Regions from separate parts of the Mus musculus genome. Here regions 1, 2 and 3 are each linked to region 4. The links are chromatin contacts, called in public HiChIP or PLAC-seq and promoter capture Hi-C maps. All regions are on one chromosome and are shown on one strand. Each heading gives the region's core, a stretch centred on a gene start, on an enhancer-like site or on the middle of the called end of the contact. The rest is flanking DNA. Distances are from core to core; before and after follow the strand shown. Region 1 overlaps Trak1 (trafficking protein, kinesin binding 1). Region 2 overlaps Ulk4 (unc-51-like kinase 4). Region 3 overlaps Ulk4 (unc-51-like kinase 4). Region 4 holds the start of D830035M03Rik (RIKEN cDNA D830035M03 gene).

The links. Promoter capture Hi-C pulls out the DNA fragments that hold promoters and counts their contacts. HiChIP or PLAC-seq counts read pairs in DNA pulled down with a chosen protein or histone mark.
Region 1: a contact with region 4 is called in a promoter capture Hi-C map of hippocampal neurons, with 3 times the contacts expected there. The contact joins the enhancer-like site here to the promoter of D830035M03Rik in region 4. A contact is called at or near these places in 4 of 39 promoter capture datasets (the 3T3-L1 cell line, the C10 cell line, hippocampal neurons and 1 more), 5 of 484 Hi-C or Micro-C datasets (embryonic stem cells, myocytes, reprogramming fibroblasts and 1 more), 11 of 115 datasets of contacts at active chromatin or transcription factors (astrocytes, embryonic forebrain, embryonic hindbrain and 8 more) and 2 of 9 other capture datasets (embryonic stem cells and pancreatic islet).
Region 2: a promoter capture Hi-C map of hippocampal neurons shows a contact between it and region 4, with 5 times the contacts expected there. The contact joins the enhancer-like site here to the promoter of D830035M03Rik in region 4. A contact is called at or near these places in 4 of 39 promoter capture datasets (embryonic stem cells, hippocampal neurons, liver and 1 more), 1 of 484 Hi-C or Micro-C datasets (uterus) and 4 of 115 datasets of contacts at active chromatin or transcription factors (bone marrow-derived macrophages, embryonic stem cells and kidney).
Region 3: a contact with region 4 is called in an H3K4me3 HiChIP or PLAC-seq map of forebrain, with 4 times the contacts expected there. The contact joins the enhancer-like site here to the promoter of D830035M03Rik in region 4. A contact is called at or near these places in 5 of 39 promoter capture datasets (cranial neural crest, embryonic stem cells, hippocampal neurons and 2 more), 2 of 15 datasets of contacts at CTCF or cohesin (embryonic stem cells and stem cell-derived epiblast-like cells), 14 of 484 Hi-C or Micro-C datasets (the G1E-ER4 cell line, colorectal tumor organoids, embryonic fibroblasts and 3 more), 5 of 115 datasets of contacts at active chromatin or transcription factors (embryonic forebrain, embryonic limb bud, embryonic stem cells and 2 more) and 1 of 9 other capture datasets (embryonic stem cells).

What each region holds. Positions count from the first base shown.
Region 1 is chr9:121,389,680-121,396,652 of GRCm38.p6, forward strand. Trak1 (trafficking protein, kinesin binding 1) reads left to right here. Exons shown (of 16, transcript NM_175114.3): 2 at 2,178-2,372. Among named protein-coding and RNA genes, the nearest start is that of Trak1, 26 kb to the left of the region's middle. Within about 2 kb of position 2,937, at least 8 of the 459 cell types and tissues checked have an H3K27ac peak or open chromatin away from gene starts, as enhancers often do. A contact at or near this core is called in hippocampal neurons, where this site is marked.
Region 2 is chr9:121,077,033-121,083,892 of GRCm38.p6, forward strand. Ulk4 (unc-51-like kinase 4) reads right to left here. Exons shown (of 37, transcript NM_177589.3): 33 at 4,532-4,698. Among named protein-coding and RNA genes, the nearest start is that of Gm34945, 100 kb to the left of the region's middle. Within about 2 kb of position 2,604, at least 23 of the 459 cell types and tissues checked have an H3K27ac peak or open chromatin away from gene starts, as enhancers often do. A contact at or near this core is called in hippocampal neurons and uterus, where this site is marked.
Region 3 is chr9:121,102,479-121,109,702 of GRCm38.p6, forward strand. Ulk4 (unc-51-like kinase 4) reads right to left here. Exons shown (of 37, transcript NM_177589.3): 32 at 1,069-1,174. Among named protein-coding and RNA genes, the nearest start is that of Gm34945, 130 kb to the left of the region's middle. Within about 2 kb of position 5,338, at least 49 of the 459 cell types and tissues checked have an H3K27ac peak or open chromatin away from gene starts, as enhancers often do. A contact at or near this core is called in forebrain and hippocampal neurons, where this site is marked.
Region 4 is chr9:120,490,575-120,497,211 of GRCm38.p6, forward strand. D830035M03Rik (RIKEN cDNA D830035M03 gene) reads right to left here and starts at 2,007. Exons shown (of 2, transcript NR_166642.1): 1 at 1,532-2,007; 2 at 1-556. It overlaps Eif1b (eukaryotic translation initiation factor 1B), which reads left to right and starts at 2,032. Exons shown (of 4, transcript NM_026892.3): 1 at 2,032-2,267; 2 at 3,533-3,696; 3 at 3,961-4,062; 4 at 4,339-4,753. The coding sequence starts at 2,237. The coding sequence ends at 4,383.

The sequences.
Region 1 (6,973 bases), core at 1,687-4,186, 900 kb after region 4:
TTCACTGAAGCGGCAAGACCAGTATTGGACGTGGGGAGCACCGTTTTCTTCCTGGACTCCGGAGCTGAATAAAACGCAGAAATCGAGCCCTGCACCAGGGCTCCTTTAGCTCTGCTTCCTGACTGGGGGTGCGGTGCCGCCGGCCATTCTGTGTTCTTGCCAGTACACCTTCCCTACCACGATGGACTGTGTGCCTTCAAACGGTGAACCAAAGTGAGCCCTCCTCTGTAAGCTGACTCTGATCAGGTTTGGTCACAGCGGCAGGAGAAGCACCCACCACAGCATCTCAGGCTACGAGCACAGCCTGGACCCAGAGCTGTGGAGTCCAGGGGTGAATCAAGGACATCTGTGTGTGAAAGATTGCTATCTCAGGGTCAGATGGGTCATGTGCTGCAGTGCTCAGAAGACAGGAGTTCTGACAGGGCACTGTGGGTATGAGGGGGACAGAGAGAGTAACTCTGCTTGGGGGTGTGGTCAGGGAAGGGGCTATGTTCCAGCTGCGGCTGGGAGGATGGCCCTGCTTCTGCATCTGCTGACTCTACACAGGAACAAGCACTGCTGTGGTGAGGTCAGGACTGTGAAACACTGCTGTGTGATGGTTGTGCTCGCAGGCATCTACTATGCCTCTGGTATTCAGGATGTGGGTGGGAAGGTGGGTGGTGGATGGATGAGTGGATGGGTGGGTGGGTGGGAGAGTGGATGGCTGGATGATGGATGGATGGATGGATGAGTGGGTGGGTGGATGGGTGGTAGAGCGGATGGCTGGCTGGCTGGATGAGTGGAATGAAGGTTGGAAGGAATAATGGATGGAGGGACAGGTGGAAGAATGGATGGATGGAATGGAGGATGGAAGGAAGAAATAATGGATGGATGAAAGGAAGGATGGATAGATGGCTGTATGGATAGATGGATGGCTGGATGGATAGATGGCTGGCTGGCTGGCTGGATGGATGGAAGGAAGGATGGATGGATGAAGGATAATGAATGGATGGAAAGGTAGAAGGGAGGAAAGAGATGGATGAAAAGAAGGGTAGATGGATGGAATGATGGATAGAAGGAAGGAAGGAAGGATGGATCAATAAATTAAATGTAGCCTAGATTCTAGGGGAGGGGATAGCTTAAGCAATTGAATGCCTTGGTTGAATGGTAACCGGGTCAGCTCCAGAGTGACTGAGTGAAGAGAGGGTGAAAGACTTGGAAGATGAAGGTTTGAGAAGCCAATTTCCCTCCCTAGATAGTAGGCACTCAACAGGAGGCGCTACTCTGGGGAGGTCTTTGCAGTCAGCACGCAGAGTTCTAAGCTTAAAATACTAGTCTCTGTGGACTCATAATAGTTTTCATGTTTATGGGGTACAGTGTCACAGTTCAGTACATGTATATACTGTATAGTGACCCAGTCACGCCGCTGGATTATCCATCACTTTAAACATGTGCCATTTATCTCATGGTGTTGGGATCCTTCAAAACCCTCAGTACTGGTTATTTGGAAGTGTTTACTTAATGGCTATCAGTCACAGTGGCTGTATGTCCTGGCTGGGTTTATGTTAATTTGATACAGCTAAAATCATCTGAGAGGATGATTAACCTCAATTAACGAAATGCCTCCATAGGATTGGGCTGTAGACAGGCCTGTAGAGTGTTTTCTCAATTAGTGATTATTTGGGAACGGGTTCATTGTGGGTGGGGCCAGCCCTGGGCTGGTGGTCCTGGGTTCTATAAGAAAGCAGGCTGAACAAGCCTGGGGAAGCAAGCCAGTAAACATCACCCTCCATGGCCTCTGCACCAGCTCCTGCCTTGCTTGAGTTCCTGCCTCACTGCTTTTGATGATAAACGGTTACATGGAACTGTGAATGAAATAAACACTTTCCTCCCAGCTTGCTTTTGGTTGTGACATTTCATCACAGCGGTAGGTACCCTAATGGAGACACCATACTTGGCTATACAGTGTTCTAAGATATATGTTTGGTACCTACCTGTGCCACTGTGCCCATCAGACAGCTCCCACCTCAGAAATTCTATGTTTTGAGAGTAGGATTCAAATTAGTAAAGACCCCTGATGGATATGTCCTTGCCTGGATTTTGCATGCTGCAGACGGGTGCAGAAGGGGTAGGCCTCAAGCTTAGCTCTCGGAAAGTGACAGCCATGGTAGGTTCTCACTCAGTCGTCTTCTCCCCAGACGTGTGCAACAGCACCAACCTTCCAGAAGTTGAGATCATTAGCCTGCTGGAGGAACAGCTGCCCCATTACAAGCTAAGAGCGGACACCATCTATGGTTACGACCACGATGACTGGCTGCATACGCCCCTCATCTCCCCAGATGCCAACATCGACCTCACAACTGAGCAGATCGAAGAGACGCTGAAATACTTCCGTAAGTAGCTGGCGCCATCTGTGGGCACAGCCGTGCGATGCCAAGTCCTGTGTTGTGGGCCCGCCATCTGTGGAGCGGCAGCCAAGAGGGATGTGATCTTGGGGGTTAGCCATGTTAGGGGTCTTCTTGGTCTGGATGAGTAGTGGGGACCAAGCATTTTCATTTGAAACATGCAGAATAACTTCAAATTATTCTCATGTCTCTTCTTTTCTGGTTTAAATAATGACTTGTATTTATTGTGTATTTTATATGTGTGTCTGCCTGCCTGTAAGTATGTGCATCCTGTTGGTTGTGAGCCACTGTGTGGGTGCTGGGAATTGAACCCACTTCTGTAAGAGCAACTAGTCTCTTAACTGCTGAACTTTCTCTCCAGCCCCATCATTTCCCTTATAAATCCCCATTGAGAGTGAATCTGTTTGCATTTAAAAAACAAAGATTGCAAGGAAATCTAGGCAGCTTCTGTCAGTGTAGACAGCAAAGCCTGACTGTGGAAGCTGGTTAAGCTGGAATTCCAGGAGCCAAATCCTTGCTGCAGTATGGAGTTATACCTCTAGGTGGCAGAGCTGCTTCCTGTCGGGTGAGCTTAAGCTTAGGCTTGGAGGCGACTCCAAGGCAGGGAGGGCGATCGAGAGTGCTGTGTGCTGTGTGCTGACGTGTACTGCTGACAGGAGAATGATTTAAACATTAATATTTACTGTTGCTTATGTTTACTCAAATGACAGTTGTTTTTCATTCCTTCTTCCTTTCTCCTTCTCTTTTATTCTTTCAATGCTAGGATTTGAACCCAGGGTCTTGTACATGTTAGGCGTTAGGCAGCTATTCTAACAGTTTGCAATGGACTCAGTCCTTAAAAGGATGCTTCTTAATTTTTTTTTTTTTGGACAGAGTCTCACTAGGTAGCTTGGAATTTTCTATGTAGTCTAGACTGGCTTCAGATTCATGCTGATCCTCCTGCCTCAGCCTCCCAAATGCTGAGATTACAGGAGGGGTACCACCACACCAGGCAGTACATGTTGCTTTATTTTTTTCCACAGTAAGACTGAGTCCAGAGGCTCCAACATGCTAGGCAAATGCTCTTCCCTTGAGTGGCCACCATCCCTGGAGTTCTGTTCTTTAGAAATTCACACGTTCTGGGTCTGGAGAGATGGTTGAGCAGTTAAGAGAGATTGCTGCTTTCCTAGGAGAGCTGAGTTCAGTTCCCAGCATCCACGCTGGGCAGCTCACATCCATCTGTAACTCCAGTGTTGGGGAATCTGATGCCACCTTCTGGCACTTATGGGCACTGCACTCACGCACGTGCCTAAGACCAGATGTACACATATATCCATACTTTTAAAAAACCTTAAGACAAAATTAATTTACTCTCTGTCAATACATATCCATGTATTTCTCATTTGCATATTCATGTCATTACAGTATCCCTTTTAAAGATATTCCTGCTTCTCTGACAGTAACAGAAGAAGGTTAGGGTTAGGGGTTAGTGGTTAGGGTTAGTGGTTAGTGGTTAGGGTTAGTGGTTAGTGGTTAGGGTTAGGGTTAGTGGTTAGGGTTAGTGGTTAGGGTTAGTGGTTAGGGTTAGTGGTTAGGGTTAGTGGTTAGGGTTAGTGGTTAGTGGTTAGTGGTTAGGGTTAGGGTTAGTGGTTAGGGTTAGGGTTAGGGTCACTGAGAACCAGCTTGTGGTACATTCTTGAACTTTCTGCAGTTAGAAACCAGTTCACTAGCATAAACCAGTCTTTCCAATTTCTGAGATCATTTATAATAAAACAAATTGCAGCTATAAGCTGGTGCTTTAGGGTGTGTGCGGGGCAATTCTCAGGTTCTCTGTATTAGATATGAGTAAGAAGGAATTCTGTTTGACCTGTTGAGTGTATCTTCCATAGGCTTCCCTGATAGCCTGTGTCAATAAGAACGAAAATAGAATAATCCAGGCCTAGAGTATCTGGCGTGCCTCATAGTGGATCAGAACTCCTTGGTGAGTCAGTTTTGTTTAGCCAGGGTGTCTGTACCAGCGAGGAGTGAGTGTGGGATTGTGCATGGAAAGCCAAGTCACTTACCACGTAGGTTTCGTATTTTTCTCTTGTGGATGTAAGTCCACAGTATACTTTGAAACAATCAGTTGTAAGAAAGTCTGTCATGCAACTTGTTCTTCTATTGGAGCCTCGCTGTTGTCTCTGCCGTGGGAGGCTCCTGGTTCCTTCTCACAAGCATCGATTGGCCATGGACCTGCACATGCGTAGTGTAATTGGTGTGGTGGTCACCACAGCATCAGACCATTTTATAGGATGGCCACAGAAGTGACTCGTTGAATCCCTATAAAACATCTACAGATAGGCAAGGCCCACCAGTGCCCAGTTCCTAAGGTCTCTTTAACAGGAGACTCAAACAGAGATTCATCATTTGTTTTCAGTTATACATGTAGGAAAATGCAAAGGAAGCCCTGTTAGAATCACAGGTGGGTACCACAGAGTAAATTACAAGTGGAGGAGCTGGAATGAGCTTAAGGTTGGGTGCATCCAAGTCTTCTTGTGTATTATTTCCTTCTGTGGATTCTGTGCTTAGAGCTGGGTGGCTCTTTATTAATGTCTGTTAATTGGAGCTGGAGAGATGGCTCAGCAGTTACAACACTGACTTCTCTTGCAGAGGACCTGAGTTCAGGCCTCAGCAGCCACATCAGGAGGCTCACAGGTGCTCCACAGGAGTGATGTCCTCTTCTGGACTCTGGGAGCACTGCACTCACATGTGCATCCACCTCATACATACAAATACATAGAATCTTTTAAAAAGAAAAAGAACTTAACTATCTGCTAATTGAAATTAAAGATTTAAAGTGAAGTTCTGTGACACACCCCACCCAAATGGTCAGTAAAGAGAATTTAAGAGTTTTATGAATTTAGTTATTTCCCTTAACTTCCAACAGAGATGTAACATTGTCTTCTGTGATCAGACTGGAAGACTAGGCTGGATGTCAGCTGCAGGGCATGCAACTTTGTTACCAGTGGAGAGCAGAGATGCCTGGGTGCTGCACACCCACAGCAGTGGCTACACACTGTAAAACCTGCCTCTGCCCATCACTGGGAGCAGATGCTGGGCGTTGCTACAGCACTGTGAACCTTTTTTTTTTGGAAAGATCTTCGTTAAGCAGCTCTTACATCAGCAGATTTGGTTTTCCTTGGGCTTTCTGAACTGCAAAACACAGCATTGCTGTTTGAGGGATAGAAGTGCAGGTGATGTGTAGAGAGCAACCTAGGGGCCTGCTCTGTGCCTGGTGTCCTGGATTTTTTGTTTGCTTGTTTATTTGTTTATGTCTCAAGACAGGGTTTCACTATGTAACACTGGCTGGCCTAGAACTCAAAGAGATCCATCTGCCTCTGCCTTCTGAGTCTGGGGATTGAAGGTGTGCACCACTGTGCCTGGCCCTACTACTTATTTATGTATCTTGTGTGTGTGTTATATATCTGTGTTCATATATGTATATGTATATATATATATATATATATATATATATATATATATATGTAGAGACCAGAGGATGGCATTGTCTTCTATACATCACCAATGTATGTTTGTTGGTGTTTTGTTGTTGTTTCTGAGCTAGGGTCTCACTATCTATCCCTGACTGGCCTCGAAAGCAGAGCTTCACTGGCCTCTAAAGTGCTAGCATTAAAGGTGTTCTCCACCATGCTGGCTCACCTTACATTTTAAGACAGGCTCTCTCAGTGGACTTGGAGATCAATGACTCAGCTTGACTGGCTGGTCAGGAGCCCCCAGGAACCGGAGTTGGGATCGGAGGGGCACACCAGCATACCTGGCTTCTTTAGTGTATGCCAGGGATAGATCTCCAGATCTTCATGTCTGCACAGCAGGCAGGTTTCCACTGTGCTTCATCCCTGCCCTGGTTGGGTTTTGTCTATGTGTTTACATATCTGTAACCCGGGAGACACATGACTCAGTAGAGTGAATCACCAGTGCCAGGCCACTGTGGGTGGCTGAGAAGACATTGTCCACTGCTTCCCTTCTAGGTCCACTGTGGGCATTGTGTAGGGCGGTGCCCACTGTGGCTGGTGGAGTTGGGGATACAGGGCTCCCTAAGGTGAGAAACCAGAAGGGGTAAAACCAGGGTAGGTACATCCTGGCCACCGTGTTTGGGGGTAAGACCCCACTGACACTCCCCCCCAGTCCCCCTCCTGGGTGGACAGCCAGGCTCTGCCCCTGAACCTGGCCCTCAGTTGCCTGGCTGATGAGAGGGAACACTTCCCCATCTGCTTTTTTTGAGTCAGACCTCCTTCTACATCAACCTTTCCAGAGTCACTTCATTCATTCAGAGAATTCATTTCCATGGCTCACAGAGTATGTGCTGCACTACCTGAAACCGCTTCCTGCTCTGTGACATCCAGCTGCCTCATGTGGTCTGACGGTGACCTGTGTGCAGTAGACCAGTCATGTGACACTCAGCGCACACCAAGCAGCAAGGTCACCATGTTTGTTCTTGGGTGACCATGCTCCTGTTGGTCCTTCTTCCCCGGCCTTTTATGGTTGACACCAATTGATCCAAGAAGTAATTCTTTGTGTCACACCCAGATCTGCTGACCACCACACCTCAG
Region 2 (6,860 bases), core at 1,354-3,853, 590 kb after region 4:
GTCTTCCACCTCTACCTCTGACCCACAGACTCCTTCCTAAGAAGACAGTGTCCCTTGTCACTGCTGGGCTATAACTTGACCCTTTCTTACCACCCAGTGTCTTAGACCTGCCTAGGTGCTGTAGTCCAGGCAAGAGACGACAGAAGCCTGATCAGGTTTGGAGAAAAGTAATTATATTTGCTAGACATCTGAGGTAGAATTCCACATCGCTTGGTGGCAGACAGGGTGAAGAAATAAAAAGGAAGAAAATAAGACTTAAAGGTTCCTTGTTTGTGCAGCAGGAAGGGACAGGCATGGCTTGCTGCAGGGGGAGGCATGGCTTGCTGCAGGGGGAGGCTGGCATGATTTGTGGTGGGGGAATGGTCTTAGGGGACAAATGGTTTGTTCAGCATTAGGTTCCAGGGCATCTGGTGGTCACACTAAGCAAACTGCTAGATATATGAGCATGGAACTCAGAGAACTCTTTGAGAAATATATACAGAATAGTCCCTCAACCTGGGACTGTCAACTTATGAGCCACATTTGACAGTAAATGGCAATATGACATGATCTTAAATAGAATTAAAAAAAAACACACACACGTGTAGTTTCTCAGTATAAAAAAGCCCAACACTGAATATAAAACTATCACTTCCAGTCTCGCCACCTGAGTCTCATGCATGGCGTTGGCCACTCCGCACAGGTGTGCCAAGGGAGCAGACGTGAGGTATCTGTGTAGAAGGAGAGGCAGCAAGAAGACTGTCAGATATACTGAGGTCTGCCCAGGATGCATCTCAAACGCAGTCATATAACATGCCTTGCACGTATGAGGCCCCAGGTTCAAATCCCAGCACCTCAGAAAGGTTCCACAAATAGTGAGTGGGACAGACATGCTAGTATCATGTGACTAGACATGTTTTAAGGCTGAAGATATAGCCCCGTGGTGGAGCCCTTGCTTAAGACACCCAAGACCTTAGTGTTACCCAGCACTGAGGAGGTGGGGGAAGAAAGCAGGATGAAGGTGCTTGGAGCTGGGCTGGCAGAGAGGGGGCCGGTGAGAATGTAGATGCACCCTGGAGTGGAGCTTGAAGGTCTAGCATGTCTCTCTTAGAGTCAGAAAGTCATGCCACAGGGAATGATGGCCCATTGCTGTTCTCAAAAGACTTAGACGGGATGATGGCAAAAAACTTCACACAAGTTCAAGATGTAGCCAGAAGGTGACTCATGAGAAGAGCCACAAGGGAAGACCCTGGAGACCAAAGGTGAGAAAGTCTACCACGCACCACAAGCACAGAGGCCAGCCCCACCATGAACAGTTCAGTGTGTAGACCATACTGACACAAGACCACAGGGCCCGACTGTCCCACCAGCAGAAGGCTGTAGCGAGCTTTCTTCCCCTCCTCAGCACTGAGAGACAGGGCCCTAACTGGGAAGTCTGGTAAACAGTAAGTCTGGCCCAATCTCAAAACTGGATTCAGAACCCCTCCAGCTATCCATCTGAGAGCTCGCTGCCCTCCAGAGCATGGCATGGCCATGTGTACAAGATGAGTGTGGGCATCTGTAGCTGGCAGCCTTCCCTGACTAACCTGGATGGTCCCTGAAAACTAACTTCCCTTTCTTTAAAATAAACAAGTGTATCAATGCTTGGAGAATGTTACACTCTGTGCTTAGATCACACTCACCCTTCCTCCTACAGCTGCCCACGACCCTATCCACTCCCACACCTCTCTACCCACCCAGCCTCATGCTCTTTCTTGCTCTCTCTATTTTTTTAAAACCCATCCAATTTATTCTGTCCAAATTCTCTGGGGAGTGGGGGCTGGTCCTGGATAGCAGTTGACTTGCCAGGAGGCACATTCTGAAGGAAAAGCTGACTCTCTCCAGGCAGCTCTCACTTGCCAATACCTCCTCAGCTAGAGGTGGGACTCATGACCACACCCTTTCTCCATGCTGGGATTTTCGTCACCTAGGTTGTATAGGTTTTGCATGCTGTCACCATCACTGTGAGTTCCAAGAGCATCTGTCCTGCTGTGTCTGGAAGGCAGTCTCCTTGAATTCAACCTCTGCCTCTGGCTCTCAGACCTTAATGCTTCCTGAGCCTTGGAGGTGGGTATGAAGGACCCACTACTGCTATCAGTATGAAACAAGTCCTGACAACTCTTGTACCCACAAATCAGTGCATCTCTGAAGCCTCATCAGAGAATCTACTTCTTACAGTAGATGGCGATTAACACACAGAGTATAGGAGCCTGTGGTTCACTCAGTCTACACTGGGATCCTAAGTCCATCAAAGAAGCACCATGGTGCGCTGGCTTCCCAGGGGCTGGTTTAGTCAGCAACGCCTCCTGCCAACAAGGTGGTGGGTGCTTCCTTCCACAATGGTGTCCATGATCCAAGCAGTGGCCACTGGTGACTGCCCGGGATCAGGTGACGGAGGATGCTGGGCTTATCCATGACAGTGGTATATGCTCTATTCTCTCTTTTAGATTTCACAACAGTACTACACAGAATGAGAAACCCAGCAGGCAGACAGCTGGGGGAACTGGCTCAGAGCCACAGAGGCAAAGGAGGTGCTCTGGAGATCCCAGTCTCTCACTATACCCATGAGTTCTCTGTGCCTCCCTGTCCCTCACACCCGCGCTTGGGGAGATGAGCTGGGGCTGATTCTGAATGACAGGACTGTGGGGCTGGGAGCAGAACTTCTGCTGGAGATTCCAGCTGCTGCTACCACCCCCCTCCCTCACCCGCTCACCCCCACTCCTGCTCTGGGCTCCTCTCTGTCCTCCCTAGGAAGCAAAGCTGCTCTGTGTCTGGCTGAGACTCTAACCTTCACTGATGTCCTTCCACTGGCCCCTGTAAAGAGGCTCCATTAGATGCAGACACGGGCTTCCGCACAGCCCCCGTGTGGAGGGTTTTAAAAGCAGTAGAGGCGACTCTCAAGTGTGCAGGCATCCAAGCAGGAAATGGGCAGAGCTGTCTCTCAAGAGCACTCTGCTTCTTTTCCCAGCTCCTTCCTCTAACTCAGCCTGGAGGCTGCACTTCTACAGATGGAGATCAAAGTCAGCAGCCACCTTGGAAAACAACTCCTGGCTCAGACTGTCAGGACTGAGACAGATGACAGTGAGTGCCATGGGGTGGAAGGCTACGGAAGGACAGACCAAGCAGTGGTGCGCTGGAGTGCAGGGAGCCTGAGGAGAATTAGCAGTTTGTGTTAAGGAGTTTTAGGTTTTAAAGTCCTGGTTTCTCATCTCCTTAATCACCTGGAATTAGAGAGTTTCTCTCCTGTCCTGGAGTTTGTAAACTCTCGATCTTTTTCTTTAATCTACAGCCTTTGTGCTTGACCCACAGACTGGTCATCAAGGTGCTTGGAGCGGCCAGAGGCTACATCTTAAAGAACGTCACAAAGCCAGAATGGTGAAACAGCAGAGAGAACAGTGTTGTTTAAAGAGAGACTTACGGGGTGGGGCAGGAGAGTAGCAGCAACGCGCCGCCATGACACTGCTTCTATCCCAGCAGAGAGGGACCATCTGATACAGGACTCAGTCATCTCAACAGGACTGTAAACGTGACAGTGACCTGACCTTGGCGTGTGACATCCTCCTGATCTAAGTATCACATGACTCGGGTGGTCAGTGAGCATCAAATGAAACGGGCCTGGGGAAGCACCTATCACAGGGAAATACCCAGTAAAACTGCCCCCTCCCTGTCACAGAGCACAGTAACACGGGTCATATTCGTGGCTGATTTGCACTGCCTGTGGCTGTAAGAACACATTACAGACCCCCAGACTCATCTCACAGTACTGAATATTTATTATCAGATATAAAGGGAAGCAAGTGAGTGAGTGAAAGTAGAGTACATGCAGAGACAGACAGACAGACAGACATATCTGTGGTAGTTAACCTTCCTTGACAACTTGATGCCTTAAATTGCCTTGGACAGCAAGGTATCTCAAGAGCTGGGAGCCAACACTGAACAAAGAGGAGACAGATGGGTGCTGGTATTTATGTCTGTCTGTCACCTTCCTGCTGACGTAATGGGGACAGTCATCACCTCACACACACTCCTGCACCCAAGCCTACCCACTGCGACAGACTATATTCTTCTAACTGAAAGCCAAAATAAACACTACCAAAAGTAGCTTTTCACCAGGTATTCTGTGAGAAGAATGAAATAACTATCGATTTAGACACATATGTAACATGTGCATAACCATCCAATCTGTCGTTCCCAGCATATATATATATATATATATAAAACATGGGTGTAGCCATCCATTGCTCCCAGCATGCTCAGCCTCCCGCTGCTCACTACCTAGCCAACTCCAGATGTACCCAAGGCAAAACCTGTTCTCATGTGTTCCTAGGCGATGCCCAACAAGCCTTTCCCGCCCTCCCTGAAGATTCTGTGACCCAGTTACCCAGCTCTCCTTGGTCATGCCCCTGCCTCACATGGCCCAGGCAGGCTGCGTCCGTAGCGTACATCCCTTGAAAACACCACAGCCACGTCAGCAGAGTGTCACAGAGCAGGGGACAGAGAGGCAGCCGCTCACCTGCAAAGCCTGCCGGACGATTCGAGAAGTGTAGGTCAGCATGCCCAGTAGGATGTCGAGCAGGGAGGCCAGCAGTGTGGACGCCGGCTCCGTGTTGGTTTTATTGTCCCTGTCCAAGCACAGAGTGGCAGTTTCTGTGAACATGTTACAGACATGACCAACGAGTCCTGACGGTAGAGAAAGGAAAAGGATTTGTGATGAGGCTATAAAAATAATGTGTGAGCTGGCAGGGGCTCTGGGACTCAGTGTGGCACAAGCTGTGCAAGGTGCTTATGATGTTTATTTGGGGAAGTCACTTAAAATGAAGGTTTCCAAGCCTCAAGCCCTCAGTGTCTGCTCAGGAGCCTGGAATGGGCCAAGAGGCTTTTCTTTTCTTTTTTTTTTTTTTTTTTTCTTTTTTGTTAAGTTCTTTGAGAACTTCATACACTGTGTTTTGGTCATGGTCACCGCTCCCCCCTCAGCCCCCGCCGCCCCCCCCCAATGCCCACCCAACTTTGTGTCTTTTTGTTTTAAGTGATCAAGCCCAATGTGTCCTGCTGTTCATACACTCCTGGACATGTGGCCTTCCACCATGCCCATTGCTTCTTAGCTGGGCGTGGGGGTGGGTTCTATGCCCATTTCCCCTCTCCATCATGAGACGTGGTCAGCTCACACTATGTTGTCTCTTAAGGCAAAGCTCCCCCAAACCACGCTCAGAAACACATCCACACAAGTAGGCTTGACCAAACAAAACATACTACATACAAGCTGCTAGAAGTCAGGTTCTTCAGTCCAACCAACTGGGGACCAGGATGGATTCAGAAGCCAAGTCTCTCAGGGCGATGGACAATTGGGCATTTCCAGGAGATAACACAAGCAAATTTGTCTCGTGCATTTAAACAATGCAATCAATTACAATGTAGAGAAATGACGTGTGGGTTTGGCCTACTCATATGGCTGCACCTAACAGACGCACTGCCAACCCTTAGTGCAGTGTAGTGGATGTAAACATTTCACATTGTGCTTCTGTGCACACTATTTTGATATTTTCACCATTACTATATTTAGCATTATTCTATAAGTTAATATGACTGAGTCAGAAGCAACATGAGACAATAATCTTGCAAATGTAAATCATGGATAGGACAGCAGACACTAGTGTAATTCAGACCCACCATGTTCTTAATGAAGAAGGTCAATCTTGAAAAATCTTACCCATGTTGGAGCATCTGGTAAGAAGCACAGGGTGCCTTGAAGGCCTGCTCTACTGGACCCACAGCAGACTTGCCCTAGTCTCTTCCACACAGTGTAAGCTACTGCCCCGGGATGCACATCAAGTTTCCGTGACAAATACAAAGGCAACAATTTTATCACTAAAGATGAACAAAATTTGGATAAATACTATCCAAACCACACAGGCTTCATTCAGGGTTGTAGCTCTGTGGCAAAACCAGGTATAACTGCCAAGAAGCTTCATTAAAAAATATACAAATATATATACACACATATACATACATACATACACACATATACACACATACACATGCACATATATACACACATATATATATACACACACATATACACACACATTGTCTCTCTGTCTCTGTCTGTCTCTGTCTCTGTCCCTCTCTCTCCAGGTTACTCTGGGAAGGCATTTCAAAAGCAGTTTAGCATTTTCCAGCCTTCAGGTTATGTGCTAGCGTAACTATTATTTTTTATTTTCATTTTTACATTTATGCGTGGGGAGTTTTACTTGCATGTAGCCATGTGCATCGTGTGCTTGCAATGCCCTGGCTTCAGATGCCCTGGGACTGAAGTTATGAGTAGTAAGTTGTAAGTCACCTTGTGTTCTGGGAATTGACCCAGGCCCTCTGCAAGAGCAGCCAGTGCTCTTACCCACTGAGCCTCCTCTCCACTCCCAATCATAACGGCTTAATGCTCCATCCTAAAATATCTAAAAGAAACTAAACTTCATTAAGTCAAAGAACCCTGGAATTATTCTGCATTCATTATAACCAATTCATCAAGATACTTTGAGAATAATTTTGTGTTAATTATGAGCAAACCCCTCAAGGAGCTCTCTCTCCTCACAGGTCATTTCCAAGTGTTCTGTGTTCTGGGAATATTAATGTGCATGAGCTGTCCTCGCTCCGGTCACAGTAGTTCCTTACTCACTCTGTTGTGTCTGCTGGAGAGGAAAGCAGATTCAGAGCCTGAGCGCCTGAGCCTGTGCAAGAAGCGCTTTGCCGTTCTGTGTGAACAGAACTCTAAATCCAAATGTGACCCCGTCCAAACAGAGGCCGCCTTCAGGGAGAGTTCACTCTCTTGAGGCTTATTAACATCGGCC
Region 3 (7,224 bases), core at 4,088-6,587, 620 kb after region 4:
TCCTTTAAATGCTTCTCTGGAGGTGCTCTGTTTTGCTTTTTTTTTTTTTTTTTTTTTTTTTTTTTGGTCTGTGGTACTGTGCCATGCTGTGTAAATCTGTCACCCTGACAAGCTCTGCTGGGAAAGCCAGGTTGGCACTCAGATCCATTAGGGAAATGTCAGGGTGCTGGATGAGCCCAATCTCAGCTCCGAAATGTTAATAACCCTGATAGTTTTCAGAAAGAAGCAAGCAGTCTCACTCTGTTTTGTCATCTCACCCCTATTTTAAAAATAAAAATGTTTAATAAAACAAACAAACCAATACCCAAACCACTGGCACACGGCAGATGCCAGCCCCTGAGTGGTGGGGGTGCGAGGGTCAGGAGTTCAAGGTCATTCTTAGCTACAAGAACACCAAGGGATAGGACTGCTCTGGTCTTTGAGGTCAGATGGTTCTCAAGCTCCATGGAATGCCAGGCCTCTGTGTCCCCGAACACCCAGGCTGTGGCCAGTGACACTCACAGCCTGCCTAGTTCTATTCCCTAACGAGATCTGGACTCATCATGCTCTTGCTTCTACTGTTGTTGTAGCAGGGAGCAAGGGATTCTGGGTCACCATCACCACCACAGGCTGGACAGGCCAGAGGCCACACCCCACTCCGATTCATGAGCCTTTCATCATGGAACTTGAAGCTCAGATTGTTTCTCTCCTCTGTACGTTCCTTTGCCTCCCACTGCCTCACTCCGGATATAGCCCACAAAAAACAGACCGAGCTGGAACTGCACAGTCGTGCACCCAAGCCCCACAGCCTTTGCCGATATTTCTCATTAGAGAATAATGCACAATTTCCTCGGGATGGAGGAATACTGAAGCTCTAAGTGCACAGCTTGCACATAAAGCAGAGCTCCAACGCCCGGGACCGAAATGTCAAAACCGCGGCTGGTGACGTCAGTTGATGGCTAAGACTTACTTTGGAGATCAATTATTAGTATTAGTATTAACTATCTATTAGGGGCTGGTCCAGCATCAATAAGTGCTTAAGAACAATGGCTGCTCTTCCAGAGGGTCCAGGTTCAATTCCCAGCTTACCTTGTTCATAAAGCAGCTGCATGTTTGAGTCTTTGTAGGCAACCAGATTGTTGAGCAACGCAATCACACTCTGCATGGTATTACCCAGAATGCTCTCCTGATGCTCCTGCAACAGACCAGGCAGAACATTACATCATCCTCAAGACAGACAACCTTTCTCCTTCCTTCTCCAAACCGAGGCTGAAGGGTTGGGTCCCTTCTCTTCTGAAACAGAAGCACCGCAGAGATGGAGTTAAACTCCCAGCCCCACTCCCCTTGCCAGCATCTTACCAGAGCGCAGCACGGTTACCAACTGGGAAGTAACTAAACAAGGCCTTAGTTAAATGTTCCCAAGTGCCACTGCTGTCTTTCTCAGTTCCAGGATCCCAATGCAACTGTGTTGCATTTAGAATCATTTCAGTTTTTGCAACAAATATTCACTGTGCCCCAAATATTCACTTGGAAATAAAGATGGGGGTGGGGTAAGTAAAATCCTGCTGTGATAAAGCCTACCTCTCAGCAGAGGCAGAAGGCAATGTACCATAAGCATACTAAAGAACGACATGAGTGCAGAAGGCAGCAACTCATGGACAGCAAAGAGCAGGAAACCATGGTCTGAGGGTGGGGTGAGGGAGAGCTGCAGGGGTGGGTGGGAGCTGCAGGGGTGGGTGGGAGCTGCAGGGGTAGATGGGAGAGATGCAGGTGTGAGGGAGAGCTGCAGGGGTGGGTGGGAGCTGCAGGTGTGAGGGAGAGGGTGAAGGAAAGATGCAGGGGTGAGGGAGAGCTGCAGGGGCGAGGGAGAGCTGCAGGGGTGAAGGAAAGATGCAGGGGCGAGGGAGAGATGCAGGGGTGAGAGAGAGCTGCAGGGGTGAGAGAGAGCTGCAGGGGTGAAGGAAAGATGCAGGGGCGAGGGAGAGATGCAGGGGTGAGAGAGAGATGCAGGGGTGAGGGAGAGATGCAGGGGTGAGGGAGAGCTGCAGGGGCGAGGGAGAGCTGCAGGGGTGAGGGAGAGCTGCAGGGGTGGGTGGGAGCTGCAGGGGCGAGGGAGAGCTGCAGGGGTGAAAAAGATGCAGGGGCGAGGGAGAGCTGCAGGGGTGAGGGAGAGCTGCAGGGGTGAGAGAGAGCTGCAGGGGTGAGGGAGAGCTGCAGGGGTGAAAGAGAGCTGCAGGGGTGAGGGAGAGCTGCAGGGGTGAGAGAGAGCTGCAGGGGTGAGGGAGAGCTGCAGGGGTGAGGGAGAGCTGCAGGGGTGAGGGAGAGCTGCAGGGGTGGGTGGGAGCTGCAGGGGTGAGGGAGAGCTGCAGGGGTGAGGGAGAGCTGCAGGGGTGGGTGGGAGCTGCAGGGGTGAGGGAGAGCTGCAGGGGTGAAAAAGATGCAGGGGCGAGGGAGAGCTGCAGGAGTGAGGGAGAGATGCAGGGGTGAGGGAGAGATGCAGGGGTGAGGGAGAGCTGCAGGAATGGGAGGTGTCCTGTGAGCCATGATCTCCAGAAACAGCATGAGTCTGTGTTCTGCTCACTGGGTTCCTTGGACTGTGGCATCTGTGGCAGAGGGTGATAATGGCTGTAAGCAGCATGGACCTTGCCCCTCCCAGGCTCACCATTCTATCCCACAAATGCCGTGCTACTGAGTGTCTGTTTCTGGAAGCACTGACCGTGACGGCCATGGGCTGGGTGAGAGTAAGCAGAACTTTATCATCTGCCCCTCTCACTCCTGTGCTGGGGCATCTACACCTTGGTCCAAGTTTGTGACTTTGAGTTTTCTTAGGAGACGATCTACAAGCCCACGTTTTGAAACTCGCTGCTCTCACATCTCATGGAACCCTCTCTCCAGCCTCCTGGAGAGTCCCCTCTGCCTTACTTACCTGGTCCTTGTTTACTTCCAACGCTCACCTTGGCCAGGCGCAGCAGAGCCTTGTCTGAGCCACAGGCCTGATCTGTGAGCCAGCTTCCCATTTCTGCTCTGAGTCATGTGAATACATGTTCCCCCAGCCCACAGTATGCTGACATTCCCCTGTCCACTGACTAGGCATGACTTGTGACCATCCCCTGGCCAACTGCACTTGGCCAAAAGCTTTAAGAGCCAGCAGGTGGTCATCACCCTGGCTGTGACGTCCAACTGCCTGGGAACAGAGAAAATCCATGGGCAGAGAGGCCAGGCGCTCCAGGGTAGACAGAGAGCAGTGCCTGTGACTGGGGATCCTGCTGTGGAGAGTTCCCCTGACACCATGCTGGTTGGGTCTCTCTCTCTCTCTCTCTCTCTCTCTCTCTCTCACACACACACACACACACACACACACACACACACACAAGACAAGGTGTGAGCTTTCCAGAGTACCAGTGTCTAACACCGATTTCAGAATCAGACGTGCACAGCGCACTCCTGGGTGGATGTCCACAATCCAGTGTTTCCGTGACACTGGCTTAGGAAGATGGATGTGAGGGCGGCTACAAGCCACCAACTTCATCCAATTATGCTCACAGTTCGATGGTGGAAGAAAGGGGTGATTAATAAGAGACTAGACGACACAACATGCTGCTCTTGATAAGTAACTAATGATACATAGCAAAGTTGTTCTCTGAAGAGAGCAGGGCCAATCCATCTTTGATTTAGGTCCTTCTTGGAAATGACACAGCACCCCCTGCTCACAGGCCACAGCATTGGCAAATGCAGCCCAATCTCACTGGAGACAAATCTATTGATACCTAGGTAATCATGATGCAATTACCCTTTTCCCTGTTTTTTATTTTCAAAGACATTGTCTCATTGTTAGCCAGGGAATCACTTTTGGCCTGGAAGTCACAGCAGTGCTCAGACTATGGCCCTCCTTGCTGGGATTCTGGGTAGGAGGGAACCCCCCCCCCCAAGAGGGGCTGAAATCTCTCTGAAACTCCTGATCCTTCAGAGACCAGCACTGGAGGCTTTTCTGAGCTGTGAGCTAGCATTGGTCCTTGCCAAAGTCCTTTCTTCAATGGATAGTATTCAGTCTTTAAAAAGGAGGGACTCCACCATAGCAGACCCAGAAGACATTGCGGTCAGCACAAGAAGTCTGACGGAAAGAAAATGCCACAATGTGATGGTTCACTTCCACTGTCAACCTGGCTGGATTTGGAATCACCTAGGACCACACACTTCCACAGTGGGTTCAAAGCGAGGCTCTGGGGTGTGACAGTGCACACTCACTTCCCTTTGCAAACATCTTGCTTCTTGTCAGAGCCCTGAGAAGCTGGTGGTCTTTACAGCAATGGTAAACACACACGAGGGGAAGACACTTTGCTTTCAACGGGTGACTTTTTATGAGGTCCTTTCATCCACTAGTAGCTGCTATTACATACAACCCACGCAGTTGCATAGCGTACGACTCTGCTTCCTCCCGCACCAGACTCAGCATCCATCCCCCTCTCCATCCATACTGTCTAGGATGCAATCTCCCACATCATTCCCACAGCTTCTATCACAGAAGCTAGAGCTGGGATGAAACACTCCCATCTATCTACAGAGAGCCCAGGGAGATTGTTTCTACAGATCTGTTTGTGTCCAGAGCCGTGATGCGGCTTGAAACCCCAAGACAGAAGGCTGGGGCATCAGGGAGATGCAGGACAATGCTCCAACAACCCTCAACTCCAGGCAACTTTCTTCTGAAGAACTTGGAAACTATTCTGTGGTTGAGTCACACACCAACCCTTGGGGAGGGGCGATAGGAAGGAGGCAAGCTCGGTGAGACTCAAAGGTCACCCGCTAGTTTAAAATCAGCCTTGCCATTTGCCTCACGGAGAGAGGCAAGGAACTCCTGGGAATAAAGGGCAAGATTAGGGCCCCTTTCGAGGCTGTCTGCGTGCTGGCAGAGGCTGGAGTGCCTGCCGTGGCACCTGCTGTGTCAGGAATGGTGAAGCTGAGCAGCTCCTCTGCTGATGGAGGCGGACAGCTGGCAGGTGCTGAGCGAGCTCTGACACAGCTGGGCGAGCGCTAAGGAGACCTGGGCCCAGGCTTTCCTCTCATCTGGAGCAAGGTGCATGGTGCAAGCAACCTAAGAGTATGGATGGAAGCCAGAGTGGACATCATCCCCATTTCTGATTACAGTAGAGAAGGGAGTAAATGCTACTGTTAAATCCGACTGACAGGCACCACAGGGGCTCGAGGGAAGCTCTCTACCTGGCAGAGCAGCAGGCCGGAATCAGCAGGTACTGATGCCAAGCCACTGCTGGGCTCATCCTTAGAATGCTAGCCCTGGCTCCACAGTAGTGGCAGTGCTGAGCAGGCCCTTCTGGCAGGCTAACTGTGTTGCTTGGCTGCTAGCCTGGCATATCCATGTCATTTGGAGTTCCAGCAACATGCTTCCATGGTCCTGGCTCCTGATGGGGTGTGCCTCGAGGCAGCATGGTGGACCACTGCCAAGTCTGCTTAGGCAGAGAACCCTGGCAATGGAGCCCAAGGGAAGCTGCCAGCGTCCCTGGAGATGGATGCCATCTCATTTATGTATCTTCTTGGAGTGTTGACAGATCGACCTGTCCTGCAATGTGCTGAGCAAAAGACCAGCCTGAAGCAGGAAAGATGAACCAGAAAAAATGCAAGCGTGCACACATGATTGTCTCTTGATTGGTGTATCACATGTGCCAAAACTGCTTCTTTCCTACTGTACTGTTGCCCACCGCCGCCATGAGGGCACTGTCTGCCTGTGAATTCTGGTGAGCTGCGGATGCTCAGTGTGAACTCTGCCTCAGGGAGACAGGCTCAGGCTCGTTCAGGGAGACAGACACATGCATGCAGTACCTGGACAGTCCAGAAGATGGCGCCAGATCCCCTGGGACTGGGATTTACAAAAGCTTGGCAGCTGCCCAGGGTAGGTCCTGGGATCTGCGCACAAGTCCTTGGGGGTGGGGGGGGCGTTCATGCTGTAGCTGCTCAGCCATCTCTTCACCGACCATCACCCCGAGTCACCTGCCCTGCTCGCTACAGTCTGTGAGACAAGCAGAGTGTGGCAGATTCTCTTGAGACTCCACACGAGAACCCCAAACCTGCACCCAGATGTAGAAACACTTTGGTTTTATTGTTCGTGGATCAAGGCCTACACCATCAAGGACCATGGTGGCAGATTCAAGGCAACACTGCCAGCCATCTTTTCCAGGTTGCTTTTCAGCTGGGATTGTCACCAACCTGAAAAAGTAAACAGCCACCTGTGACTGACCTAGACTAGAAAATGCCAAAGGAAGCAACACTTTATTCCAGCTCCTGCCTGCCTGCCTCACTCTGGGCTCAGGCCCCAATCAAGTTCCTTGGGGGGGTGGGGGTAGGGTCCTATCTGAAGGATGGCCAGGCCACACCCTGCAGGGTCATGGGACGAAGTACCGAGGATTTGGCCAGGTGAGGCCAGTGAGAGCTGGAACAAGCAGGCAGTGGAAACTGCAGACGCAGAAAAGAAAGGGACTCTAGGGAACAGCACCAGGCATGGCTCCACAGACCGAGCACCGGGGTGTTTGCAGCAGAAAGACATTCAACCTTACCACATGAAACTGTGGGTAAAAATGAATGAACGCCTAGGGCTTGGAAGACGCTCAGTGGGTATGATCACTTCCCGTGAAAGCAAGAGGACCTAGATCAACCCCCCAGCACCTTCTTAAAAGCTGGGACTAGCATGCATGGGCAGACATGGGGAGCGAGGCAGCCAGCCTAGCTGGAAGCAAGCCTCAGGTCAATGGAGACCCCGTGGAGATCCAGCAAGGTGGAAAGCAGTGAGCCTTACTCAATGCCAACACTCACACAAACACACATACACACAGACATAAGAATGATCACATGTGTGCATGCACACACATGTACAATCAATGCCTAAGGTATCAATTACTTTAGGACTCGATGGAGTTCAAGACCAACAAGAAACACACCACCCACCACCAAAGTGTGAAATGGAAAGGTCTGCTGTGACTGTTGATGACCGGATGCGGTCTTGTGGTCAAGTCTCACTCAGCTGTGGTTATGATTAAGATGGGGACTCAAGGTGGACCTGCTGGAGTCCGTGGAGCCTCTGCACCTTGGGACTCTCTGAGCGATAAGACTTGGTTCTGATCTGGACTTACGAGCCACACTTCTCTCCTTTGAAGACCACACGCACGCACGCACGCACGCACGCACGCACGGCTTTCGGGAGATGAGGTGAGAGTGAGCAGGCATGTAGCTCAGATGACA
Region 4 (6,637 bases), core at 757-3,256:
TTTTATATTTACCCTTGCATTTCCATTTAGACCAGCTATACTGCAAGAGCTCCGTGCTGTGGGTGAACAGTAGATTTGCACTGTACACTAGAGGCTTAAACACAAAGTCCATGAGGGCAGACACAGAAGAGCCTTTAACCAGTTTTTTTTTATTTGCTTGGCTAAAACTTTTGTAGCTTTCTTGGGTACTTCTGATGTAAGCCTTACTTCTAAATGGAGGGATACGTTCTACTAACAGGTATAGTGACAGTGAGACCTTGAAATTTTCGGGGTGTGTGTCTGCAATGTGAGTGATGTCCACCTGAGTGCAGGTACCCACAGAATCCATAAAAGGGCATCCGACCTCCTGGAGTTGGAGTTGTAGGCAGTTGAGAGCTGCTTTCTCCTGAGAGCTGGGGCCTGCAGCAGTCCTCTGAAAGAACAGCTAGACTATGCCATTGCTCCAGCTCCAGTCTTCAGGGAAACTTCAAGGTTTTTCTGTTTTAGTTTTCTTCTCTGGCTCACTCATCCTAGGCTCCATCTGAGAAACCACGTAATACCCAGTGGTAAGGTATATCTAGTAAGAAAAGGGGGGAAACATACCATGTAGTAGAGTGGTAATTTATACCGTATGTTTTGTGTAGTCTGTGCTTCTTATACTACTTTGTAGACTTCTTTAAGTTACTTAGAAAATAGTGTTAATATTTCAGGCAGAAAATTTATATAATTTATTAAAAACTTCTCAAGGACTGGTGAGGTGGCTCAGGCTTGCTGATGGCCTGACAACCTGAGTTCCTGCTCCAGGACCTACATGAAGGTGGAAGATGCTCAAGACTATTAATTCAAATATTCGTAAGCTAGAGTTTTTCAAACCATGGTATAAGAATAAAACTGAGTAAGTAGTGTGCCTGAAACCTGACTGGTGGATGTAGGGGCATACAAGTGTATTCATTTTTACAACCCTAAAGCAACAGGCCATGCATAGAAACATTAGGAGCGGCCACTTTGTACAATAGAAGTCACTGAAACATGAGCACTACACTCCAGATATTCATTTCCTTTTTTAAACTACAGTAATGGACTTCGAGAGACTTCCCAGGAGTTGCTGCTCTTACACAAGACCTGGGTTCTGTTCCCATGGTCTCATAACCAGCTGTTATTCCAGTTCCAGGGGATATGACACCCTCTTCTGGCCTCTATGGTACATACACCCAACCACATAAAAATAAAATCTTTTTAAAAAGGAAATTGTAGTAGCGATTGGACCTACTGCTACATCTTGTTGAATGGATTGCTAGACAGAAACATAGTATGTATGCTATCTATGGCTTCTAATGTCTTGCATCAGGCCTCCAATACTATTTCAACACGAAGGCAACAGGTTTGACCTACAAAAAGGTTAAGAATTCCAAATTTTTAGTCTACTGCTTTGGTCTAGAAAGCCAACCACCTGCATAGGTGGTTTACATAGGTTAAGACGGTTCTCCACTGTCCACTGATGGTTGTGCACGGTTACTCTTTACAGTTACTTCATCTGCTCGCTCACACTCACCTAGCAACCACCAGACACCCATCCTGCACGGGACTTGCATCCGACCTTAGGAGGCTCCGCAGAGGAGAGCTCGGGCGGGATGGTAGCGCGTTCTCTCCACGCACACCTGACTCTGCTAGAGGCTAGGTCGTGACACCTGAGACAAACAGGTTAAGCTTAGTAGAGACTGCAGCATCGGAATCCCGGGGCTTGGAGGAAGGGAGAATTCCCAGGTGGCACCCACAAGGGTTCTGCAAGGAACTCAGGGGTCTCGGGAACCCTGGGGGCTGGGGAGGGCGGCGGAGGCGCAGAGCGCGGTCCCCGCTGGTTGCAAGTCCAGACCCCCGGGGGCACGTTTCTCGCCGTTGCACCCGGAAGCGCCTCCGCCCGGCGCCTCGGGCGGGACGGACCGCGGCTGCCCGCAGTGGGCTCCCGCCCGCTCCTCGCTGGCCCCCGGCTCGGCGCTCCGGGGCGGACGCGCGGTGCGTGCGGACGGTCACGTGGCGGCGGCGCGCGGGGCTAAATACGCGGCGCCGGCCATTTTGTGCGAGAAGCCGCAGCGCCGCCTCCCTGCTCGCGCCCCACCGCCGCCTCCGCGTCTTCCTGCGCCCCGGGCTTCCGCCGCTTCATTGATTTCCGTTTCTCGCCGCTGCAGCCTCCTGACACGGTGATCCGGGCGGGCCCCGCGGGAATTCTATCCTCTCACCGGCCTCACACTAGTGTCGCATGTCCACTATCCAGAACCTCCAATCTTTCGGTAAGGGCCAGTGGCCGGCCGCCGCCCGCGTCCCTCTGGGCTTTGTCTCGGCGCCCAGAAGATGGCGACGGGGGGCTCCCCGCGACCCTAGCCCGGGGGATGCCCCTCTCCGGGCCTCGGACACGGCCTTAAGTGGGCCTGCGACTCCGTAGAGGCGAGGGCCCGACCGGCAGGCGCTTGGGGAACTTGACACTGGCAGGAAGACAAGGGTCTCGGGGACTCACAGGACGGTCGGGGGACACGCCAGGGCTGCAGGGGGACCCGCCAGAGGCTGGGGGGACTGACAGAAAGGCCGGGGGCTTCAGAGACCCGTAAGGGAGCTACAGTACTTGCCAGGGCTGCAGAGACTAGGACTAGGGGCTTGCAGGGAACCTGACAGTGACAAGACGCTGGGAGTCTCTGGTGTTATCTCTCTTGTGGCCTCGGGGCTGGCCAGGGCTTTGCAAGGAGACTGGAGGGGTGGGGCCCAGAAGCTGGAGAACCTGACAGCTTTAGGGTGACTGCGAGACCTGTGACTCTCAGACGACTCACAAGTGTGTGTGTGTGTGTGTGTGTGTGTGTGTGTGTGTGTGTGTGTGTTGGGGCATGGGGGGCGGGGGGTGGCCTTGCTCAGTCCTTGCTGGGAGGGAAGGGAAGTTAAGGGCTTAGAGGATCTGCGACTCAGTCGGCCAGGACTGGAGGGGGGGGGGGTGCCAGAGAGACCTGTCACTGACCGGAGCTGGGGTGGGGCTGGACCCAGCTGGTTTTAAGCAGCCCCCAGAGGCGTCTGTTTGAAACACTTAGGAGAGAGGCCTCTGATTTGACTTGGAAGTGGCCCTGTTGTCTCTGCTTGCAATCATTTTGTAAATTACACCTCGTGAGGTTGCATGTATATGTTTATATGTGTTTTATAAGGCTCAGTTACTATGTTAACTAATTGGGGTGGGTGTTTTTGAATGTTGTAGTCGAAAAATAGTGGCGGTGACGCATGTTCTTGTGGCGGCTGTATGAAGGCTGTATGAAATTAGGGTTTCGTAAATGTTTTCTGTCTCATTTGCTGGTGGCTTCCACAGTGGTGGTCTCTACTTTTAAGCTCAGATATCGGCATACAGAGCCTGCTTAGGTTTTTCTCCTTTGAAAAACTTATTATCAGTGAGCCCCACCCTCGCCTGCAGAAATGGAGCAGGAGTGCTGGAGGCCTCACCGAGGTCTGTCTGGATATGGAGTGGAGCACGCTTCTACATACTACTTTGTAATTTGTTTTCTACTTTTCTGCTCCTCTACAGACCCCTTTGCTGATGCAACTAAGGGCGACGACTTACTCCCGGCAGGGACTGAGGACTACATTCATATAAGGATCCAGCAGCGCAACGGCAGGAAGACGCTGACCACTGTGCAGGGCATTGCGGACGATTATGACAAAAAGAAACTTGTGAAAGCTTTCAAAAAGGTGACCGTGAGGAGTGGGTGCATGCCAGAGCTCGGGCCAGGAGAGCTGCTTTGTTCTCCATCTGAGTCGGTTACCCCTCTCTGAGGAATGTGAGCCGATGAGTTGTTACTGTTCCCCTAATATTTCCCTCATGTGGCCTCCAGATTCATTTACAGAGTCGCTTAGTTCTGGAGGACACTGCTCCTTGGTGCAGTCAAGCCGGCTGGCGCAGCTGTGTTTGTTCTGTCAGAGTTAACCCTCTGCATTTAACTTGATGTGTTGTAGAAATTTGCCTGCAATGGAACTGTGATTGAACACCCTGAGTACGGAGAGGTTATTCAGCTTCAAGGGGACCAAAGGAAGAACATCTGCCAGTTTCTTCTGGAGGTGAGTGGCGGATGCACCCCGTGTGACCTTGAAAGAGGCGGGAATCCTTTCCTACTTAGTAAAAAGCACGGGACGGAAGTAGTGGAGTAGAATAGTATCCGTGCTGACCGGAAACGGCAAGGCTCACGTACAGCTCACGCTGCTGCTGAGTGGCCTGGGGAGTGGCATAGGAACCAGGGTTAGGGTTAGGGCAGGTGTGGGATTGTCAGCTGGGGTGGTGGGCGCTGTCACTGCTGACTGCTGGTGGATTCTGCTGAGCACGGTTTTACTTCACAGGTTGGCATCGTCAAGGAGGAGCAGCTGAAGGTTCACGGGTTCTAAGATGAACCCAAGCGTGGCGAGTTTCTTAAATGGTTTTGTTCTCTAACTCAGTTTGGCTGCCTCGGGAGATGATTCTTTACAGTAAACGACAGACTTTGCGTTTATTTAATCATTCAGACTTCCACTCACACCTGCATGGCTACAGAAAACACGGGGTATGTAGGCTCCTGAGTCATAAGGAAATCGCGGTGAGATGGGAACGAAGCCCGAGTCCGTCCTAACATGTTTCCAATGGAAAAGGTTTTGTTGTGAGTGTTTGTTGTTAGTTTTATTTTCACTTGACTGTTAAATGTTTTTGTTGTTGTATTAAACCATGTATGTTGCGGCTTAACAATAAAAAGAAAGTGTGCATCCTTTATGAGCGCTGACCTAAGCCAGCAATGCACTTTGTTTTCTTTGCTGAAACATTAGGAACATGAACTGTCTCTTCCCTGAAACCTCTAGGTTCATCAGCTTCAGAACAACAGGTAGAGAGAGCTGTTTGTCACCCTCAGTGTATCAAAATGCATTTAGCCAGAGGCAGTGCCCTGCAGGTGTGGGTGATGCTGTGTGTCTTCAGAGTGGAAGGCTTTAGGTTAGCACTCCTGGAGTTGAGTGCCAGGTGCTTCTGCCCAGCACAGTCTGGAGTAGACGGGCTCCTCTGCCTGTCAGCCTGGCATTCTGGAGGCCACCAGAGCAGCCTGCCCTGCCTACTGAAGGACTAGTGACAAGCTGTTCTCCTGAGGGGGTAGTGTCCATCACAGTAAAGGAACAGTTCCACCCCAGCCACGGTGGCAGTGCAGCTCCTGGGTCACCAGCTATCCTGCAGCTAGAGGAAGGAGTGGCTACAGCCCAGAAGTCAAGCAGTAGGTCACCCCAGCACATCTGTTCATCAAGCGAGATGTCTGCATAGCATCTGTATGAGTGAAGGGCAGTCTTCAGTGGCAGCGTGTTAAAAGTTCAGCAAGAGAACTGACTGGACAAGGCTTGTGATAAGAATCACTCTTATCCATCAGGATAGTGGGCATACAGAGTAGGGCAGAGGCCATGCAAGGGAGGCTCCACATGTTCCTCCAAGGAAGCAGTATGGAGTCGGGTTGGCACCAGAGGGGGCGGTGGGGGGGTTGCCAAGCTGTCCTTGGATGTTCTAGATCCCAGGCACCACGGGATGACAAGACTATGAGGATCAGATTGGTGAGTTCTACTCAACAGGAGTGGGTGGCTCACCTGTCTGGCTGACATCCTGATCGCTGCCGCCCCTAACTAGAGAGTAACCTACAAACTTCATGCAAGAAGCAGTTACAGACCTGGGTGTGGTGGTGGTACAAGCCTGTAATCCTAGCACTAGAGAAGCAGAAACAGAATGGAGGAGTTGAAGGCCAGCAGGGGATACTGGAAACCCTATCTCAACAAGGGATCACAGCTGTCAACTCGCAAAAAGGTTTAAGTTCTTGGGGAGTCTTTAAGTGCTCACAGGTTAGAGTACAGGGTAGCCCAGTTACCCTAGAGAGCTTGGAAGGGTCTCTAGAATGCTCCAGAAGAAAGCTGGCCTTTTTACCTCCAGTTTACTGTTAAACATACTTCTTACCTGAAAGCCATTCTTGAAGCCCTTTGGGCAAGACACGTGGTCTAAGGAGTGGAGACAGAATTGTTAGTCCATGTTAGTCATGACTGATGCTTTGGGGAGCAGGATGAAAACAGTATCCCTCGAAGTCTGAAAAGGGCCCTCCATCCTTGGTCACCAGGATGGAGTCTGAACAGATGAGAGCCATAGACTTGCTAGAGGCTAGGGATAGTTTATTTACAACAGGAAGAACAGTTTGAGTCTCTAGCAGCCCACTTGGTAGACCAAGAGTGTCAAAATGGAAAGGTTGGGTACCAGGGGGGAAATGCATTTAAACTGAGGCAGATTAAGGCTAGCAGTGGTCTATTAGCGCCCTCTTGTGGACACCTAGAAAACCATGGCTCCTGGCCAACACAAACAATCACCTTACAATCAGCCCTGTGGGCAGTTATCCACACTGATCTCAGCCCGTCCCTTTTACTGTCCATGAAAGCAGTCTTAACTTTCTGTCACTTGGGAGAACTGGTAGTGTTTATACAGCCTTATCCTCGGACTGTACACAGCCACAGCACATGCCACCAGGAAGTTAGTTCTGTGTCAACAGAGATATTTGCTTATGTCCTCTCGTGAGTGAATAAGCCAGAAAAAACCTGAGGCTTCTGCATTGTCAGTAGTGAGTACATACAGCCTGGACAGTCTATAACAGCACTC